Linked DNA regions of Triticum aestivum: region 2 is linked to region 1. Evidence: chromatin contacts called from public Hi-C data. All regions are on one chromosome and are shown on one strand. The core of a region is the stretch at or near the end of the contact, and the rest is flanking DNA. Distances in the headings are between cores, read along the strand shown.

The links. A called contact is a pair of places that touch in the nucleus more often than the background predicts.
Region 2: a contact with region 1 is called in a Hi-C map of leaf, with 3 times the contacts expected there. The contact joins the promoter of LOC123145842 here to the promoter of LOC123145840 in region 1. A contact is called at or near these places in 2 of 5 Hi-C or Micro-C datasets (leaf and root).

What each region holds. Positions count from the first base shown.
Region 1 is chr6D:456,441,535-456,447,393 of IWGSC CS RefSeq v2.1, forward strand. It overlaps LOC123145840 (filaggrin-2-like), which reads left to right and starts at 2,131. Exons shown (of 1, transcript XM_044565345.1): 1 at 2,131-5,213. The coding sequence starts at 2,191. The coding sequence ends at 4,929.
Region 2 is chr6D:456,667,907-456,674,338 of IWGSC CS RefSeq v2.1, forward strand. It overlaps LOC123145842 (protein DETOXIFICATION 19), which reads left to right and starts at 2,233. Exons shown (of 7, transcript XM_044565348.1): 1 at 2,233-2,601. The coding sequence starts at 2,320.

The DNA of each region.
Region 1 (5,859 bases), core at 881-3,380:
AATTGCATATTAAGCCTAGAGGGTAGGAACCTATTTATGGACTATATTTCTGCCACAAAAGTATGGATGACCTGAGTTATGTCATGGACCATGATTCAACACGACAGTTCTATGAGTCTAATATTATAGTCTCTAGCATACATGTGCGAGTTATGTGCATGATCACATTGCGTATATGAGATTAAGTTCCAATCCGAGCATGTGGGTCAACACCTTGCAGAACTAACCATGCAAAATGAACCCAACTCTTCCACCATGATAATAAACGTACATACATATTAATTTTACTAGAGTCAACCTCAAGTAATTCCTCTATTGTATTCTAGCACAGTTTTCCTCGACACCTCGAGTATTGCTTCCACAAATGAAATTACAGCTACATCGGCACCTCAGGTATTACTTTTCGAGTATAATTTTGCATTTGTTATTATGCATCATGTACATCAATAATATGAACATTCCAAATCGAGTTTAATAAATAATAACCATGTTGAATCAATGTTGGAAGTCACAAAAATACCCCACAAAGGATGCTAGTTTTCTAGTCTTTTTCGCATGATAGTTTACAAAATTATATAAGTTTGAAATTTCAAAATAATTTTGAAAGTTCAAAGTGTTTTAAAAGAAAAAAATGAAAGTCAAGATTTCTGAAATTTATTTTTGAAAGTACAAATTCGGAAAGTTAACGTTTTGAATTTCAAAGATCCGGAGCGGACACACCGTCCATGATCTACCTCGCATTGTTGTGGTCGTCCTCCTCTTGCACGCAGCTCGAACAAGTAACCGCTCGTGTACTCACGTCCATGTTGGTCATGCACTAGCTCGCATGTGTCGCTGCGCCATCAGAGAAAGTATCCCGCACCCAGTGTCGGAGCTAGCGGGGAATCAAAGGGGGGGGGGGCAAAGTGAAAATATGCACTTTTGAAGCGGCCAAATGACAACAATCTTCTTAATTTAAGCCTCTTATTTTTTTTCCTTCAGCAAATATGGTATGGCTGGGGTGGGGGGGGGGGGTGGCGGCCCCCTCAACATTGCACATAGCTTCGCCACTGCCCGCACCAACGATGGCCACCAGACCATATCCCACGCCAATGTGACCACATACCGCATGCCACGCCATGAAAAAGCATGGCACCCACGTGTTTTGTCTCACGGCGTCCTACGGCGATGGGAAGGAGGGAGCAGGTGGGACGGGTGAGTTGCTAGGTTGGGGCGCCAAACCAATGCCTCTTTGATTCTCAAAATGCGGTGATAGAAAAAAAATCAAGGATTATAGTGACATGTCATCTCGAATCCCACCGAATTAGAAAACTAGGAGAATTCGGATAAAGTAGTGTTTGATACTTCCTTCATTCCTTTATACAAGGCTATTATGAAAAATACATGTCGCATCTATATAAGGCCACTAACAGTAATCGAGATAAAAATTTATGATGTTTTAATACTTGCATGCATGTAGTCATAATGACAGTATGCTACTTCATTCCCGTTCCTTTTTTTGCATGCATGCAAATGTATTAATGATCACGATTAACGTAAAAAAAAGTTGTCTTGCAAAGCAGTCATTAAATTTTATCTTGATACCTGTAATCTGAGTTTGTGGTCTTGTATAAGGAAATGGTGAAAGTACCAGCATAACGAATTCTAAGGAAAATTACTACGCATTTCAAACCCATGAATCGAGTAGCCAACAGAGAAAAAAATCCTATAAAATTCTTTGAATCAAAGCACTTGCCCTCTCGTATGCTTCGTCTAGTTACGTTCGTTGTCGTCACATGCCGACACTTCCGATCCGCATCTCCTTAAGCAAACAATGCCATTTTTGCAAGCGAAAAAGGGGAGGAATCATTTTTTTCCGGACGAGGACGAATGAGGTGGGACGTGGAGACCGGGACGCGCCCGCTGCCTTCCGAGGCCCGGCTCCTCTAGTCGGCAGCCACCTGCCGACCAACTCATGCAAGCACACGTAGCGCCCTGCCACGGCGATTCGTTAATCTGACCACCCCTCATTATGGGCTAGTCGGCAGTCACCTGCCCATCCACTCACGAGAGAACACGTCGTGCTTCGTCTATCCTCTAACGGCCTATAAATACTGCCTCGTGGAGCACCTGCTTCACACAACCACCTGCTCCAAGTAAACACTAAACAACAGCACTAGTAGATTTCCCAAGTGACAAGTTTGGTGCAGGATGGAGCACCAGGGACACGGCACCGGCGAGAAGAAGAGCATCATGAGCAAGATCAAGGCGAAGCTCTCCAGCAGCCACGGTGATCACCAGCAGGCCGCTGCCACCCACGGGCAGCAGGGACACACCACTACGGGGACGCATGGCACCCCGGCCACCGATGGTGCCTACGGGCAGCACGGACACACCGGAGCCACCGGCACGGGGATGCACGATGCCGACACCGGCGAGAAGAAGGGCGTCATGGAGAATATCAATGACAAGCTCCCTGGTGACCACGAGGACCACCAGCAGACTGGTGGCACCTACGGTCAACCGGGGCAGACTGCCGCGGCGACGCATGGCGCCTCAGTTACCGGCGGCACCTATGGCCAGCAGGGAAACACCGGTATGGAGACACATGGCGCCCCGGCCACCGATAGTGCCTCCAGGCAGCACGGACACACTGGGTCCACCGACACGGTGATTCACGGCACCGACACCAGCGAGAAGAAGGACGTCGACAAGCTCCCTGGTGGCCATGGGGACCACCAGCAGACTGGTGGCACCTACGGGCAGAAGGGACACACGGCCGCGGAACCGCATGGCGCCTCAGCAACCGGCGACACCTATGGCCAGGAGGGAAACACCAGTACGGGGACACATGGCGCCCCTGCCACCAATGGTGGCTACGGGAAGCACGGACACACCAGGACCACCGGGACGGGGATGCACGGCGTCGAGACGGGTGAGAAGAAGGGTGACGTGGAGGACATTGATGACAAACTCCTTGGTGGCCATGGGGACCACCAGCAAACTGCTGGCACCTACGGCCATCAGGGACACATCGCTACGGTGACGCATGGCACCTCAGCCATCGATGACACGTATGGGCAGCAGGGAAACACCGGTACGGGGACACATGCCGTACCGGCCACCGATGGTGCCTATGGGCAGCACCGACACACCGGGGCCACCGGCACGGGGATGCACGGCACCAACACGGGCGAGAAGAAGGACGTCATGGAGAACATCAATGACAAGCTCCCTGCTAGCCATGGGAACCACCAGCAGACAAGTGGCACCTACGGGCAGCAGGGACACACCGATGTGGCGACGCATGGCCCCACAGCCACCAGTGGCACCTATGGGCAGCAAGAAAACACTGGTACGGGGACACATGGCGCCCCTGCCATCCATGGTGCCTACGGGCAGCACGGACACACCGGGGCCATTGGGGCGGGGCTGCATGGCGCCGACACGGGAGAGAAGAAGGGCGTCAAGGAGAACATCAATGACAAGCTCCCTGGTGGCCACGGGGACCACCAACAGACTGGTGGCACCTACGGGCAGCAGGGACACACCGATGCGGCGACGCATGGCGCATTAGCCACTGGCAACACCACTGTGCAGCAAGGAATCATCGGTACGGGGACACATGGCGCCCCGGCCACCGATGGTGCCTACGGGCAGCACGGACACACCGGAGCCACTGGCACGAGGATGCACGGCATCGACACCGGCGAGAAGAAGGGCATCATGAAGAACATCAACGACAAGCTGCCTAGCGGCGACAAAGACCACCAGCACACCAGTGGCACTTACGGTCAGCAGGCACAAACCGGCACGGCGATGCATGGCGCCTCAGCCACGGGCGACACCTATGGCGAGCAGGGACACACCGAAATGACCGGCTGGGGGACGCACGGCAACAACGAGAAAAAGGGCGTCATGGAGGACATCAAGGCCAAGCTCCCCGGTGGCGACGATGATCGCCAGCAAACCGGTGACACCTATGGGCAGCAGCGACACACCGACACTGCAACACATGGCACCCTTGCCACCGGCGACACCTACGGGCAGCAGGGACACACCGGGATAACCGACACGGGGACATATGGCACCGGCGAGAAGAAGGGCGCCATGGAGAACATCAAGGAGAAGCTCCCTGGTGGCCATGGTGACCACCAACAGACTGGTGGCACCTACGGGAGCCAGGAAGACACCGAAATGACTGGAATCGGGATGCATAGCACCACGGCCACAGACGGCATAGATGGTCAGCAGGGACACACCGGAATGACCGGCAGAGTGTCACACGACACCGACGAGAGGAAGGGTGTCATGGAGAACCTCAAGGAGAAGCTCCCCGACGGCCATGACGACCACCCGCAGACTGTTCGCACCGACGAGCGCCACGCCGGCACGGGGACGCATGACACCCCGGCCACCGACGGCACCTATGGGCAGCACGGACACACTGGAGTGACCGACACAAAGGCGTACGGCTCTGGCGGCACAGGCGAGAAGAAGAGCATCATGGAGAACACCAATCAGAAGCTCCCCGGGGGCCAGAATGACCGCCAGCAGACCGGTGACACCTACGGGCAGCAAGGACACACCGACACAGCGACGCATGGCACCCCGTCCACCGGCGGCACCTACGGGCAGCACGGACACACCGGAGTGACCGATAAGGGAACACAGGGCACCGACGGCATCGACAAGAAGAAGGATGCCATGGAGAACATCAAGGAGAAGCTCCCCGTTGGCCACGATGACCACCAGCATACTGCTGGCACCTACGGGCAGGATGGACACACTGGAATGACCGGCACGGAGATGCATGGCACCACGGCCACCGACGGTGGGCAGCAAGGACACAACGTAACAACTGGTACTGGGACACACGGCACCGACGGGGCCGGTGAGAAGAAGAGCCTCATGGACAAGATCATGGAGAAGCTGCCTGGACTGAACTAAGCCCGGTCTGCCTACGGCCGCTACCTTTGCAGAATAATACTCCACCGCATATAAATTGATTGAGTCTGGTTCAGAGAAGCGAATGTATCTTGGTTTAAGTTTTCATGGACAACATGTGTTCACAGTTTTTTTTTTAACATTGTCGTGCAAATTTCCTTCTGCTTTAACCCATGTATGTATGCTATGATGCCTGCCAGATCATGACGGCGCACGTTGCTGCGCCCGTCCATTTTTTCAATAGGATGGTTGGAACTCATAAAAATATATGGATATATATTTCACAATTGTTTGCTGTTAAAGTATTATCATACATGATTTATCATCAACCTGTGTTGTTGTTTTTTCGCTGGAAACCTGTGCTGTTTATTATTAGCAATTTGAATGAAAACAATGCAACCAATGCTCTGGCCTTCATAGTATTTGATTTTGTAAAGTGTGAGAAAAAGCAACAGTGTTTGAATTACCTAACACGATTTGCTGCATAGATAACACAAGCACCAGCACAAATGAGTGAAATGACCAATTACTTGGTGTGTATCACATATGAGTATAGACTTCAAGGAGGAACAATTTTACTAATATATGAACAAACACAATCTGTTCTAAATGTGCAAACAATGAAGAGAGGTAATCCATGTCAACATCACAACACTGGTTGATGTAATAAAATAGACATGTCATAATTTAGCGACCAAGGTGATGTTTCCCAAAACTTTCTGTCGAACCAAATCAGGCTACAATTGCACAATATGGTTATCACGATGGAATAAATGGCACAAACTTGCAGCAGGCATACTATGCATATCACATTTAGGTATATTATGTATTTCTCTTTTCTTAGAGCATCTCTAGCCGTTCGGCCCTAGAACGCCGAAAAAGCGCCGCCTGGGGCCGAACCGACGTTAATTTTGGCGTGGGGGCGAACGTGTT
Region 2 (6,432 bases), core at 983-3,482, 230 kb after region 1:
AGAATCAAGTCAACTATCATTCAAACTATCCTAAAGGCTTTGCTTGGCACAACCACTAACTAAAACTTAAAAAGCACAATTATAAAAGTAGCATAATTGTGTGTTTATTAAAAAACTGAAAAATAAACAAGAAAATTAAGATAACTATTGGGTTGCCTCCCAACAAGCGCTATTGTTTTATACCGGGGATACATATTCGGGGAGACATATCGCGCAACAATAATTTATTGCATGCATTTCTTCCAATGAACACTCAGCAACAGAGTCCTACGTACCGGAGGTCCGAACTCTTGCAAAGCCCTCCTGATATGCTTCCGATCTATTGAAAAAAGGGCACGCGGATGTGTCTACGGTTAAATACGGGTCCTCGTTGGATGACATGCAAATGTTTGCGGCCGCGTCCAAACACTCGGTCCGAATGTTTGCGGACGTTGGCCCGCTCCCCCGCCCCTAGGGTTCCCCCGCCGCCGTTGTCGCCGGCTCCCCCGCGCGGAGCCGCCAGCCCCTTCCCCCTCCCCTTTCCCTTCTCCTCCCCCACCCCTCCACTCCCCCGTTCCCCCGGGCCGCCTCCCCGAGCGAGGCGGCCGGGGGCCCTTCCTCCGCGCTCCTCCAGCGTTCCCCCGCGGCCCTCCCTCCTCCCGCTGCCATCAGCGTGTGCCGCCGGTCCTCGGCCGCGTGGTGCTGGCGGCGGCGGGCATGTCCTTCCCCGCGCGCGGCCCTCCCCTGCTCGGGCGGTGATGGCCGGCGGCGGTGCGCCTCGGTCGGTGGTGGTCCGGCGTCCTCGTGCGGAGGCCGGCGGCGCTCGCCGTGGTGGTGCTGCCTCTTGGTGGCGGGGCAGTCCGGTGGTGCTGGCTAGCCGGTGGCCCGTCCCCGGCCCAGATCTGGGCCCGTAGGGTCCCTTCTGGGTCCTTGCGGGTCGGCTCCGGTGCGACCGCAACGCTCTCTGTATGGGGAGGTAGGGGAGCGGTTTGGACTGGGACGGCGACGCCGACGGCGTGCCAGCTGCTGCGCGAAGGCGGGAGCTGTCCGGGCCTTCGAGGGCCCGGTCGGGCCTGTGGGGCCACGGGCCCGGTAGGCTCCTGCTATGGCGTCCGGTCGGCTACCATCGTGGACGGTGGAGGTGGGGCCCTCCCGTATGCTGACGGTGCTGCTGCCCTAGTCCCGGCTCCTCTTCTTCGTTGTGCAGACCATCTTCGCGGTGCCGTGGTGAGACAGCGTGGGAAGCTTCGTGTCCGTGTTGGCGCAGGGTGGTGGTCGGTTTGGTGGCGAGCTCCGAAGTGCCTGAGGTAGAGGCTGGGATCGGGAGAAATCCCTGTTGGCTTGGCCGACACCGACGCGGTGGCGCCTGAGGGTGCCGCCGGACCTTCCTAGAGGGCGTCGGGGCTACCCTTCCTCTCTCCTCGCCGCGTACCGGGGGAAACCCCTGACAGCAGCGTCGTCATCGTCGCGTCCCTTCTTGGAGGTGTTGATTGGCACCGGCGCTTCGGAGTCTCGGAGCTTAGTGAGCGATCTCCGGTGGTCGCAGCGGTCACGAGCCTTCGTCGCCGCCGTTATCGGCATTTGTTTCTTTTCTTTTTTCTCTTTCTTTTTTTTGGGCGTGTTTGTGCTGCTTCCGCCCCAGCCCCTATCGTTGGTTGTATCGGATGGTTGCTTTGTAATACAAAGTGGGGGAAACCCTTTTTCTTAAAGTGTTTGCGGACGTTTTGAGGGTCCGCGTTGGAGATTTCCTTACCTTGCCAAGATTTCCAATTTATTAGAATTATACCATATGCATCCTCTTCCATTTAGTAAATTCATCGGTACATATCCGGCGAGACAGACATAGGGGCATGCCGCGCAACCATAATTTCTTGCATGCATTTCTCCCAATGAACACTCAGCGGGCACAAACAAAACGGATCCCAAAACGGTCTCCAATTGCAGAAGTCGTACGCCTCTTGCAATGAGTGTGCCAGCGACTGGATTAACAACCACATCATTCCTATTCTCAGCGAAATCCCTGATCTACATCTCAAGATCACCACTACCTCACACGTCGCGAAAAACGGGTCGAGTAGTGGTAGGAGCACACTCTCGCACGGTCCTAACACTGGAGCATTAAATGTTGATTACACCTAAGAAAAATCCAAAATTAATTAATGTGTAGGATCTGCACCACGCATGTCTCCACCACCACGCGTTCCACACGCCGCAGCCACTAGACACAAATACAGGGTGAAGGCGGCTTGCCCGCCAATCTCCACATCGCTATCCCGTTGATCGCCACAGGCACCAACCCACCTCTTCTCCCCTCTTCGTGCGGCGCGCGCGCGGGCCGGCATGACTTCGGCTCCTCTGCTGCTCGGTGGCTGCGAGCCCGCCGATGGCAAGGGCGGCGAAGGAGAGGCGAAGCCCTGCTCGCCGGCGTGGTTGCGCCGCCTGATCGACACGGAGGAGGCGTGGGCGCAGCTGCAGTTCGCGGTGCCGATGGTCCTCACCAACATGTCCTACTACGGCATCCCGCTGGTGTCCGTCATGTTCTCCGGCCACCTCGGCGACGTCCACCTCGCCGGCTCAACGCTCGGCAACTCCTGGGCCACCGTCACCGGCTACGCCTTCGTGGTACGTACTACTGCATGCTGCTAGTGCTACCACACGTCCACACACTCTTGATTCGTCCAAGTTCGATCATTAGATGGCGCATTAATCACACCGGCCCCTTCAGACGCTGTGTGATCGCGTATCATTCGCCTTGGCAGTGCGAGAGCGACGCGTTTGCCATATGCAAGTTACCTGAAAATACATATCGGTCAGCCGATTTCAAAACCTCCTAGGCGAGAACAGGGACGTCGCGATGGACAGCAGCGAGCGCGCGGGGTCAACCCGTGAATGACACGGAGTTGGAGATCGACGATGCGGCAGCGTGTGGAGTCCGAGGCTTAACCGTTGGGGCGGTGGGTGTGGTGGACTGCCGGCGCCAGAAAAGAAGGATGGTGGAGCGACGAGGGAGGGCGGCTTTGGTAGAGGGAAGGCCGGGGCGAAGCACCGTCGGCCGTTGGCAGGTGGCATGCAGCAGGCGATTTGGTGGGCGCTGCATCAGAGATCGGACCGGTGTGGAACGAGGGCTAGAAGAGGAAGATGACACGGAGCCGTTGGATGGATATCAGACGTCCACATGAAATCCACTACTCCCTCAGATTGAAGGGAGTAGCACTGAATTGTTCTTTAGGCGGAGAGGGAGAGAGAGAGAGAAGAGCGTAGTTAAACGTGGCACTAGAGCCCTAGTTGGAATGATCAGATAAGATATTACCAATGATGAGATAAGATATTACTAATATGAATTTAATGGAATACGTGCAGTACCATATCAGTAACCAGGTATAAGGATATTACTAGCTGGAGTACGTTGAGTACACCAGATATATGAATATACGCGTGAGAACACACATGTGATGCCGACCTTTTCTTTGTTTTCTTCCTGGAAGAGGAGGCGGTGTTCGCATGAACCGACACATGTCATTCTTGTTCTGGAAGCGCATGCCTGGAGAGCACGACCACGAGGCCGGGTCCTCCTCAGGATGCCGCCGCGTGACGACCTTTGCCTTGACCCCGCGGAATGCTGTGAACATTGTTTAAGAATTCACCCGATTAATCAGTTAATGTGTCAGTTAATCGCTATTCATGGCGTGGCCGAATCGAATAGCATCTACTCATTGCGTTAACTTGTCAGGCCGATTAATTGGCCAGTTAGACCGATTAATCAGTTGTCAGGTCGATTAATCTCTACTGGCCCATTAACGGGTGGGCAAACAAAACCCACATTTTTGTACCGTAACCCCCTTCCAACCCTGTCTAGCTTCTTAATAGCTAGGATTAATAATTTTACCTTCTCTATGATTTCCATATGTGTACGGCAACATGTTTTGGCATACTACATAGTTGGGAGCATGAGAGTATGATATAATATATAAAAAAATCAAGATATATATTGGCAAGTTCCTATTCAATCTACCGATTAATGGTCGATTGATTAATCCAGTTAATAAGCCGATTCATCGATTAGTCGCTACTCCTAAACCGATCGAGCAGCTACCCGTTAACGATTTCTTGAACATTAGCTGTGACGCCGGCGCTCGACCGCATCTACGCGCCTGTCCACCAACGCCGGCACTATTGGGAGAATGCCATCCCGGTGCCCCAGCCAGATGTCAATCTGTCGCACGGCTAGCATTTGAACCCGGATATGGTCCCAGTGTTGCTGGTGCCGGCCACAAGTTGCGCGCAGGAGGCGGAGATCCATGTCGTTGTGCTCAGCTCCTGACCGATCACCGGGACGACCAGGCGTCCGCAATGGAGTCCACGCACTAGGTCATGTTGTTCAACGACAAGCACAACGAGCGCCGCTGGTTGTGCTTCGAGGGTGGGCCTCGTGCAATGCGCGCACGCTCTAGCACCACAGCTGGTGATGGAGGAGGATGACGAGGAGGTTGTAGAGTCCTATAGGAGACCGTCGAAGCCTTCGAGCTCTAGGAGCTCGCCAGGTGGCCTGGCCTGTGGCTGGCACTGGCCGAATCGGCCGGAGTGCAGGTCGTCATGCCCCCATCCGCGCCCGCATCTGAGCCCGAGCAGCAGTGGTGAACACTGGTGGGGCAATCGTGGTTGTGGACATCAATGTTCCCGTGCACGTCCGAGCTTGTGCCATGCACCCTATGTGGGTGGGCGTGGACGAGCGGCAGCCGACGCGACAGTAGTAGGAGGCGCCCGCTGCATCACTGCACGCGTCGACACCGGCGGTAGTACCGTGGCCGTATCCATAGCCAGCGCCGGTCTACATTGACCTCACCGACGAGGATAACGGTGACGGCGTGACAGCGACTAGACCTAGACTTTATTTATGTTTTTAATTAATATTTTGACGTTTAATTAATGGACGAACAGACTTTTGGCAGCACTTTATATATGTTTTTATTTTCTATAAAATCCGGTCGCAATCTGAAATGCGTCACTATGGGCCGACGAACACTGTATTGAGTTGCCCTAACCAACTCAGATTTTCTTTCCTGTTGTTGCTGCGTTCCCGTGTAGCGCTTATAATTCGCCACCAGCGTTGGAGTTCAACACTCTACGAACAAGCGTATGTGCGTTGGAGATGGCCACCGTACTGTAACTTACCAGAGGAAGGCACGAACTCAACCTAGCATAAAAAAATACAAAATCAATGTGTAGTAGTACGATGCCCGATCTTCTCCCGTTCTCCACGCCACCACCCGTTTCCCACGCCGCACAGAAAAACGGGGTCAACCTCCACATCGCTCGCTATCTTCTTGATCGCCATCGGCGGCGGCGGCGGCGGCGGCACCACACACCTCCCACAAAACTAACCCGAGCTTCTTCCTCTCCCCTCTCGTGCGGCGCGCTCGCGGGGCTGACATGTCCTCGGCGGCCCCGCTGCTCCAGCCCGCCGGCGGCAAGGGCGGCGAGGCGAAGAGGCCCTGCGGGTGCCCGCCGGCGTGGCTGCGCCGCCTGATCGACACGGAGGAGGCGTGGGCGCAGCTGCAGTTCGCGGTGCCCATGGTCCTCACCAACATGTCCTACTACGGCATCCCGCTGGTGTCCGTCATGTTCTCCGGCCACCTCGGCGACGTCCACCTCGCCGGCGCCACGCTCGGCAACTCCTGGGCCACCGTCACCGGCTACGCCTTCGTGGTACGTACTACTGCATGCTGCTATTGCTACCGCACGCTCTTGATTTAATTTGTCCAAGTTCGGTTAGATCGCCTGCGTAGTTCTGCCAATGTTTTGAGATGGAGTACCGCGACGCGCTTGCCATATGCAAGCTGCCTGAAAAATGCATTTCGGTCAGCGCCGGGCCGGGTCAAGCCATGAATGACACGGAGTTGGAGACCGACGATGCGGCAGTGGCGTCACCGGTGAGGGGACGCCGAGGCTTAACCGTTGGGTGTGTGGAGTGGACTGCCGGCGCCAGAAAAGGAGGCCGGTGGAGGGACGAGGGAGGGGACGAAGCACCGCCGGCCGTTGGTGGCAGCAGCCAGCAGGCGGTTTGGTGGGCGCTGCAGATCGACCGGTGGAAAGAAGGCTAGAGGAGGAAGATGGCACGGAGCCGCTGGATGAATATCGGATGTCCACGCGAAATCAAGTTGGTGTTTGGTTTCAGGGACTTTTTTATGTTAGGACTAAAAAAAGTCCCTAGCAAACCAAATAGAGGGGAATTTTTTTAAGACTTTTTGCTAAAAGTCCTTAGAAGCACCTCCTTGAAAGTCTTTTTAAAAAATCCTAGGGACTAGAAAAAGTCCTAGAATTAGAGAACCAAACATCATCCAACTTGCACCGAATTTTTAGGCGGAGAGAGTGAAGAGAGTGGACTTAATGAGGGGACATCTTTATATATATATATATATATATATATATATATATATATATATATATATATAT